Linked DNA regions of Lactuca sativa: region 1 is linked to region 2. A link is a contact called in public Hi-C data. All regions are on one chromosome and are shown on one strand. The core of a region is the stretch at or near the end of the contact, and the rest is flanking DNA. Distances in the headings are between cores, read along the strand shown.

Evidence for each region. Hi-C and Micro-C count contacts between places; a contact is called where the count stands out from the background.
Region 1: a contact with region 2 is called in a Hi-C map of leaf, with 5 times the contacts expected there. The contact joins the promoter of LOC111887338 here to the promoter of LOC111887350 in region 2. A contact is called at or near these places in 3 of 4 Hi-C or Micro-C datasets (leaf and seed).

Annotation. Positions count from the first base shown.
Region 1 is chr1:14,077,593-14,082,863 of Lsat_Salinas_v11, forward strand. It overlaps LOC111887338, which reads right to left and starts at 2,914. Exons shown (of 5, transcript XM_023883498.3): 1 at 2,522-2,914; 2 at 2,300-2,433; 3 at 378-525; 4 at 32-138. The coding sequence starts at 2,813.
Region 2 is chr1:13,836,766-13,842,034 of Lsat_Salinas_v11, forward strand. LOC111887350 (homeobox-leucine zipper protein HAT5) reads left to right here and starts at 3,410. Exons shown (of 3, transcript XM_023883519.3): 1 at 3,410-4,050; 2 at 4,608-4,996. The coding sequence starts at 3,900.

The DNA of each region.
Region 1 (5,271 bases), core at 1,664-4,163, 240 kb after region 2:
AATGCTTTCAAGACCACAATGTGAAACTTACAATCAAACAGAGAACAAGGCATCCAGCTACACCAGGAAACAAAGCATACCAAAACTTCAAGTGATGAAATTTTGGCCCATCGATAAATAACAATGGCAAACTCGCAGCTATATTGTCACATGAACAATTTAACATAAGCGTCTTGTTTTTAGTTAAGTTTTTGTTTGTTATACAGACATGACTGTACAAATTTTACAGAGCTATTTTCACGTCTTTTGCATCCAAGATAAATCCCTAGCCTATATCTTAGGTGTGTTTTTGTCTTAATCAAATTCAGACAACTAGTTCTGTCATGTATTTATGTATAAACAGGTCTAAATAACAAAAATGGGCATTAAATGTTTACCAGGTGGATGAACTGAACGAGTATATATCATGAAGGCTAGGGATGCAGAAAGGGCAGTGCTGCGAGCGAGCCAACCGGGTCCGAAAAATGAGAAGGCTAATACACCAATTGCTGCACAACCCATTTGAGCCATAAACATATTGTACTTCTGCAAGTTTTGATTTCAAAAAAGAAATTGCGTTTGAGTTTTTTCTCCATTTTATTTTTTTTGGAAAAAATCAAAAGTTTATAAATATTATAAAGATAGAATGCGTCTATGGTTTCATCTTAATAATATTTATAAACTTTTGATCTCTAAAGAGATCGATATAAAATTATATTAATACAAATTATATTATTGCTATAGAGTGAAATTACAAAATTTTATATACATGTGACTGGCTGGTTCCAACAAATCATAGATCTGATTCAGATTTATTTAACATAAAAGTTGATCAATATAACTTTATTATCGCTATAGAACGAAATTGCATAACTTTATATACATGTGACTGGCTGGTTGTAACGAATTATAGTAATAATATCTTCTTATTTTGGATCTAAACTCCTATTTATTTTATATTAAAACTTAATGAAATATTTTATTTTATTAATGTATAATGTTAAAATCAAAATTACATAATTTTAAACATGTGACCAAGAGTGGATCGACATAAAAGTCAATAACACATGTGCAAATTATTAGAAATTTTACTATAATAGTACATATGTTGATCGAAGATCTTATAACAGTACATATGTCGAGCCTAAGGAAATTTAACAAATGCATGAATCTATTTTAAATCTTATGTCGACTCTTTTAATGTAAAGTTTTATTAATCTGACCTAATTAATATTATTTATATGAAACTTTCAAGATGGATTCCCAAGGATTCGACAGGTAACAGATTCTACGGGCACATTTTCTTTTCTTCGCATGGTCTCCACTTGCACGTGAATATTAACGTTTTAATATCAGGGTAAATTAATGATATTTATATAGTAACATTTTTCTGTTTGTGGTAGAATTATTTTCGTGTTTGGTCAGTTATTGTATTTATAGAAATATTTATATTTTTGGATAGAATCGGTCTACCGATTCAAGTGTTTTTCTGTTTCTCTGTTTGTTTGTGGTAATTATAATTTAAATTATTAATGATATGTAATCTTTTTGAATCCATATATGTTATGCAACCGGTTTTCTTGAGTTATCTCATATCTGGTTGTAAAATACTAATGTAACCAAATTCGGGAAATATAACGATTTTAATAAACGCAACCGGTCTAGAGATAATCCAATCATCCAATGGGCTTTTTATTTCTAGAATTACCATTTAGAAATGGCTTTAAAGACATTTTCAATAAGGTATCCAACATACATGTATTTAGTATATACATGTAGTATGTAGACATGTAGATTAATTAAAGGTATTTTGTACATATGAAATGATTCAATATGTGTTTGGAGAACAGTAGTATTAATACTATGGGTAAACTGTATAAAAGATATATTTTCAAACAATGAAGTTATTTATTTAAGTCTAAATACACGTCAACGACTAACGAGCGTTATATCTGTTATTTTACTTGGTACGTTGTTCATAAACAAATAATACACTCATATTCTGAGAATCGTGTATTAAATACATTACGGGTTTAAAAAGTTTATGAAAAACAATAATTTATAACATGTAAATATCTTAAACATCCAATCAACAAAAATCTTTAAAAAGGCATATAATATTATTATAAAATGTGAAATTCTTCATACATGGAAAGGATATATTCCACTTTAAATTCTTTGTTCCTCTTTAATTCTAAAAATTTAATACACACAAATACTAGTATATAATTCTCCTCGAACTTTAAATTATTTTATGATATGATAACATATATAATAAATTTGATAAATAAAACACAAGGAAAAGTGAGGGATTAATTACCCGAGCACCGGGGGTTGAAGGAGTGGCAAAAAGGACAGCGCAAACAGCTCCAAGTGGTGCTATTGTCATTGCGACTCCCTTTTTAGCCAGCATCTGGTCCATCTTCCCCAACACAGCCATGGCTGCAAATGCACCTGTTGGTTTAAAACGTCATCATTAGTACACCAAATCAAGATCATGATTATACCAATTAACACAATCGATCGAGCCAAGGTAGCGAACCTGCAGATGGCCAAAAGATGTCACTAAGTGAAGGAGCCTTCGAACCCTGATCAGGTTTCCAAGAGTCCCAGTTTAAAGTCCCAGTAGCCAACTTCCCCGTTGCTCTAACTCTAACCCCAACGCCTAATCTGGTTTTTGATTGGGACTCCGAAGTTGCTCTTCTTCTTCTTCTTCTGATGCCGGAGGCTCCGACGAGACTCGGCGGCAGACGCAATCGGAACGGAAATGCATGATGGGTATCTTGGCGGATCCTTACAATATTGGAGATGTATGAAGAAGAAACTGCAGACATTGGAGATGGAGTGAAGGAAACGGTGGGTATGTAGGCGAAAATTTACGGAAACAAATAGGCCTGACAAGTTGAGAGGACAAGTGTATGTGTGTGTTGGCCGTTGAAGGGTTGGAAGAGGCAATTATTTGATGAAGGGGCAACATGAGGCCAGTTTGTTCCCATAGTCAACTTGCTATCTCTCTAAAATATTTTAGGTTGTCTTTTTTCTCTTTTAGGTTCCTCCGTATCCCTTTGTGTCTTTATCATCTCCTCATTTGCCACTGATCTCCTCCATCCTTTCTATAGTAGTACTCCATAAATTGTAATTTTGAAGAATACTATATTATAGAATACTATATAAAATATAGTATTAAAAAAAAAACATTTTCCTTAGGAAACATTTTTATTTTTATCATATTGATTTAAAACCCTTAAATTTTCAACTTCTAATTTTATAAATGTATTAACTTAAATATATTAATAAACATAAAATATTATCATAGGTTGACTTTTTAAATTATCAATATAAATTACTTAATTTGTCAAAAAGATTCAATATTTTAAATATAAACCTAAATCGACATATAATTTTAAAGTATATTAGGTTATATTACAAATAATGCTTGATATTTACATAGTCAACATCATGAAATTTAGAAAAACATAAATAAGTAATTTCTAAATTATGATTAAAATTATGTCATGAGTTTAACTTTATGAATATGATTAATGATTCGGAAAATATGGTGCATCACTATGGACACTTAATTATAGTAGACAACAATTGGAAAAAAGCAAAATTAATACAATGTGAGTTTTTACAACTTAAAAATGATTTATCAATAATGTCATTTATAATGTTGATAATTCCTTCTTTTAATGATACCTATTACATAAAATCTATTATAAATATTATTATATATGAAAAAACGCAAACAAAAAATGAAACAATTAATAAAATATATTGATTTCATGAAACAAACAAATAATAAAACAAATTAATAAAATATATTGATTTCATGTAAAGAGTTCCAATCTTTTATTTTTGATTCTTATTGATTTATTTTCTACTACCATGACTCTTAATGATAATTGTTTAAATGTAGTAACTATTGTCACAAAAAAACTAATTGTCTTTCGAAACTAATTTCTAAAAGAAACTATTTATACCCGTCGCTTGGCGTGGATAAACGGCTAGTAAACATAAAATATTATCATATGTTGACTTTTTAAATTATCAATATAAATTACTTAATTTGTCAAAAAGGTTCAATATTTTAAATATAAACCTAAATCAACATATAATTATAAAGTATATTACGTTATATTACATACAATGCTTGATATTTAAATAGTCAACATTATTGAAATTTAGAAAAACATAAATAAGTAATTTCTAAAATAATTAATCATAACGTTAAAACTAATATTAAATCAAAAAATATATCAATATTTTACTCATGTAGGTTGGAGCAGTGGTTATCGAAGTAAATATAATTGTAATAGATGTTTATTTACTCCCTCCGTCCCAAATTAATTATTCATTTTTGACTTTTGAAATTTTTTTTCTTCAACTTTGACCTTAAATATTTTTATTTGTGTTATATATTACTTGATGAAACTTATAATAATGAAAATACATTTAAAATACAATTCATTCATATACTTTGCATCAACTATTATCTATCAAAAAGAAAAATATTTAAGTTCAAAGTTAAAGAATAAAGACTTCAAAAGTCAAATGTGGAAAATTAATTTGGGACGGAGGTAGTATAATATTGTTCAAAATATTAGAATTTCATATATTAGTTTAGTGTAAAAAAGTATTATTTTATAATTAATTTCATTAACTTAATTATTTTCAATATGTATTTGATTTCAAAAATATAACTACATGTTTTTTGTTCTGTGCAACGTGTAGGAATTCGCCTAATATAATGTCTCATTCTGACGATTTTAGTATGGTTTTGAGACCATTTAATGCAAATAAATGTTTCTAAAGTATTTGGGACAAAAATAGTGGTAAAGTCATAAATGAATCAACTTAGACGATTAATCTTAACGTACTCAAAAAGTTACCAAGATACCACATAATATCTTGGTAGTTTTGACTAAAAATAGATAAACAATCATGTAAATATGAGAAAATATTGTAATCGATCAAACAATGATAAATAAGTAAAAGTAAGTGTAAGAACACAGTGATGTACAAGGAAACCCCCTAATCCTTTTGGATCTTCAATATAAAACTTCGGGAGGTGATGAAATCACATGCCTTAGAACTTCTATGCAAGTAATAAAATTACTTCTAATGTAAGTCCTCATGCTCCTATCTTCCTCACATACACCCATTGTTACCTGAACCTGCAGAACATGAAACATTTTTACAACATCAAACAACAATGTGTAGTGAGTTATGTTCTATATGTTTTCATGTTATGATATTCTTTGAATGATCGTAATAAACAAAGAATATCAA
Region 2 (5,269 bases), core at 2,160-4,659:
ATTTTGAAACCGATGGCAAAAGCGGATGCTTCTCCAATGTTCTTTGAGGATGTATATAATCATAGAGAATCATTTTGAGTTGGGTGACAACCTTCGATGTGATGATGAAATTATGTAAACCATGATCAAATCCTGTCTCTATTCGTTCTTCAAACAGGTCCATTAAATTGGTTAAAATCTCATCTTTAGCCTCATCTAGTATACACAACATTTGTGTTAGGGCTTCAAAAAAATCTCAACCGAGATAGGGGTAGACGAAAATAATTTGTGTAAGTAGAAGATAACCCAAATCAATGAAGACACGCATGGAGAGAAGACATACACAATTGGGGAATGTGCAAACCTAAACATCGTTAAACCTAAGCCAGAAGTCAACCATCCTTAGTCGGCTTTGTGCGACACTGTTCAAGTGTTCATAAGCCACACGTAGATTAATATTATATATAATATTTTTAATCGATAAACTTGTATAAATAATTTGTGTCTGTTATATAAATTGAGAAAATAATATATAATATCTTTTAAAACTATAAAAATAAAGCAAAATTTTAAAAGCCTTGTTATAAGTAAAAGGACAATTTAATATGTATGCTATATAAGCTTTATACAACAAATTAAAACCTAGATTATGATTATAAATATATAGTTTGGTAGTGTTGGAGCCGAAACGAAATATTATAGGTAACATACATAAATTTTCGGGGTAGCATACTAAAAAAATTGCACTATACAAAAAAAATTCTCATAAGAATTCCACTATGCTTGAAAATTTGAGGGGTACAAGAGACTACCCCAAGACACCTAAATAGATCATCCCTGTAGTTTGGATGAATTTATATACATTTTAAAAATACTATATTGACTTTAAAAAATACCGTTAAATTCATATTTCTTAACATAAACCATGTTGATATTACAATTTATCTATACATATTATACTTTTCATCTAGCAAACTTTAATTCTCTTTTCATTGCTTTTAAGAACAGGAGTTGATATTGGAGTTGGCTAACACTTGCTTTAATTGTCCACTACAAAAAGAATCTATATAGAATCGTATATACCCGTTTTAATATTAGAATATGTTTTGGTTGATACTTATAGTTAGTAGTTGAAAACTGAAATATTTAAGTACGATGAGGATGAGCGTTTGGACTAGGGATGTTATTCGGTTTAGAACAAGACAAAATCACATCGGATCTGAATAAACCGAAAACGGAATAAGACTGATCGGAGAAACCGAAAATCGGAACAATTAAACCAATACGGGTCCGGTTCGCTTCGGATATTAATTAGTTTGATTCGATTGATACCCGAATAAACCGAATAAAACAAAAAAGAACCAAATATTAGTTTAAAAAAAAAGAACTAAATATTAATTAGTTTGATTCGATTAAGGACCAAATAAAACAAAAAAGAACCAAATAAAACCGAAAAGAGTCGGATAAAGTAAATATTAGTTTAAAAAACAACTTTAATACCCTCTTTTTAGGAGCATGTATCTCATTGAATATACAATCAACAATGCATGTAAACTATGTAAACAATATTTTAAATTGTGCACTACAATCCGAAAAAAAGTCGGTCAAATCGGATAAATAACGAAAACGTTAAGACAATTCAAATTTGGCCTAAAATTTTGCAAACATGTTCAAACAAAAAAACTCAGCTTCAATATCCCGTGTTTAGGAGTTTGTATCTCATTGAATATATATAACCAAAAATAACATATAAACAGTTTTAATTTGTGAACTACATATTGGAAAAAAATCAAGCAAATTAGAAATATAATGAAGACACCATGACAATTCAAAGTTGTCATAAAATTTTGCAAACATGCTGAAAGTAATTAAAAAAAACAATGTATAGCTTATTCGGGTTTAGTTCCTTTAGAACCAATTAAGCAGTTATTCAGGTAACCCAAAACGAACTATTCAAGAACCGAATAAACCTAAAACACATCATGTAAGTTTTATTTATATAGAAGTGTTTTTATAAAATCATGTAAATTTCAAAAATATAAAATTATATAAAATGATATCCAAATCAATGCTTAAAATGAAACATAAAAAGACTTAAAATGCTTTTAAAAGTTTTAAATAACTTTTGAATTACAAGTATTTTGTTTTAAAATAAAATTTTGAAATTTGTATCTCAAAATTTTGTTATTTAACTCAATTTAAGAAATAATAATAACTAAAACATTCTAAAAGTTATTCACAAAATATGTCCTCCTTAATGTTTTTTAGTGTCTACTAATCAATTTTAGCGTTACTATTTTTTGGAAAAGTATATTATCATTTTTTATTTGAAAATGTAATGTTAATATTTAAATCTAAAGATACAATTATATTTTCTCATTCTTTGTAGTTAATACATGAATAATCTGTGTTGATGATTTTAGTGTTATCTGATTTTATGTGATTGAAACTATCATGTAAGCCAATGGGCTTATTGTTTGTATTTTATATTATATGTTTGGTGAATACGAAGTACATACATATATAAAATCGAATTATAAGCCGGTACGACAGCCCCTTGTAGGGTCGTAGAGGCAGAGCCCCTGACGATGGTCCCTAATCTAGTGGGTGATTATAGTAAGATTGTCAAATCTTGTTAGTTTTGGAAACCATTAATTATATCATTAATTTTGAGATTTGTCTAACTAATTTAGAAGATTAAACCATAATTTGTTATGTATATATACGACTCATCTTTTGAGTCGTAGACAGAACCTTTTCTTTAACTTTTTTTCTTTTTAAATGAACTCAGAATTCTTTGACTATTTGTAAACCTACACGATCCATAAGTGAAAATAATATCGGTTCGAAAAGTAAACATACACGATCCATAAGAAATCCGGTTATCCACTATCACGATACTCATATATCCCCCAACATTATGAGATTGTTTGCATGTTTAATCCTTCAATCGTCTGAAATCAACTTCATATGATAATCTTAAATTGATTTGAGCGAGAAATACATGATTTTAAAAATCGACTTCTGATACCAGAAAGGGTTACGGTGAAGATGGCAAGGCTTCCGGCCAAACCCGTCATCAAGTGGTTCTCAATCAAATCCATGTCGGTCAAACCCACCGTCTCAAACCATTTCATATTCTTTTCTAGTAAGCTTTCGACACCGAATGAATAACCACATAAAAAATTAAAACAACAAAAACAACTATACAATAATTTTATAGTTATCCTCAATGATATATTTGAACCACGAAAATCAATCATGATATTTTGTAAACCTTCTTATCATTGATGTTTGATGATTTACTCCTAACTTGATAATCCTATAGATGAGATATAAAACCGACATGGTTTACTTTAAAATTTTCATTTAATAATATTTAATACATTATAAGATCCGCAGGGTGGGGGAGTATGCTATAAAAAACGACATTCACTGCCCTTCCACACTCCCATAGTCTCATCCAACCAAAAGGAATCCCACCTCAGGCTCAACTGTTCTTCCCCTTCTTCCTCTATATTTTCAACTCCTTCCATTACCACAATCTCAATCTTTATACCATAGGAAAACGAATCCTCTTTCAAAATCTGCTTCCTTTCTCACTAATTTTTTTTTATAATCTTTCTGTTCATCTTTTTATAATCGGTTTCTGGCTTCACGTCGGCGAGTTTTGGCTGTGATGGGTGTGAGCACCAGGTGTTCCCATACCTCCCATATCACCGAGATCATCATCACCAGCTTTTTCCGCCACAAGATTTAAACAAAACCCTTCTACAGAATTCGATAATATCAAGTTTTTTATTAACCCAAGATTAAAAGAAAATCGGACCTGCTATCTGATTTTGAAATCCCACAAAAATTTATGGTTGATTGAGTGGTAATTCCTAAGTTCTAGTGGGTGTTCTTTTGGTGTTGAAGCCATGGCCGCTCGAAGCTATCTCTACGGTGGTGCTTCCGGTGGTGAAGCTGAAAGTGGTGGCTCTGTTCTGCTGACAAACAAAAGGGTTCATTGTTCTTCTTCTCTTAACCCTGTTGATTCCTTCTTCGCCTCCCGATCGTCTCCTTTCCAGGGTAAGATAATTGTATCCATGTTGACTTTTTTTATATTCACTTCATTCATGTTGCCTACTTGCAGATCCAATTGTGTGTTGGAAAATATAATTGAAAAGGTGTTTGATTGTTTCATAATGATTTCTTGTGTCCCACTTCTCAAAGTTCTTATCTTCATGATATTTCCACGCCACAATTGAATTCCCTGTTGATTAATCATTTCTATTTGACCTTTTCGTACAATTAATCTGTCTATAACCTGATCAGATGCTCTATGTACCCTGTTTTTCAGAAGATTAATGTTTGTTTGCTCTCTATTGACAAAAATCGACAAAATTTTCGTGTCCCAAGATGAATTAAATGTGGTTTGACTTGCAAGAAGCAAAAATCTTGAATCTTGATGGTTGACTTTTGTGATGAATATTTAATTTGACCGTTAGCTTTGTCGATTTTTCCTGATCTTCATATAGAAAAAAAATCATGATTTAGATAAATTGGATTTCTAGATTTGAAAGTATCCGACGATATAAAAATCTTGGAAGGTTTCTATCGATCATATTTTCGATGTTTCCTTTCAGGTTCTCGATCAATGGTTAGCTTTGAAGATAGAGGGAATGGATCCGGTGGGCAATTTTTTCAGTCATTTGATCATGAAGACAATGGAGATGATGAATACGATGAATACTTTCAGCAGCCTGAGAAGAAAAGACGGCTCACGGTTGACCAAGTACGGTTCTTGGAGAAAAGTTTTGAATTAGATAACAAACTGGAGCCAGACCGAAAGATTCAGCTAGCCAAAGAACTCGGTTTGCAGCCCAGGCAGGTTGCCATCTGGTTTCAAAACCGACGTGCACGTTGGAAGACTAAACAACTAGAGAAAGACTACGATGATTTGCAGGAAAGCTACAATAAACTCAAAGCCAACTATGAGAATCTTCTTAAAGAGAAGGAAAAACTAAAATCCAAGGTAATAAACTAAAACATCAATTACATAATTTTAGCCACAAGGCGTATGTAGTACAAATGGTTCTGCAGAAGTTTCAATTTCAACCTGGATTATCACGGCTGTGTTTAAGATTTACATCTCACATGATATTCATCAGGGTTGCCGGTAGAAAAACACTTTTTTTTTCTTCAGAAACATCATTTTCATGATTTCTGAGTTCATGCAAAAACATTATTTTTCTAGCAACCCTAAGCTGACCCACATTGTCATATCGTAAAAACATGATCATGTGAG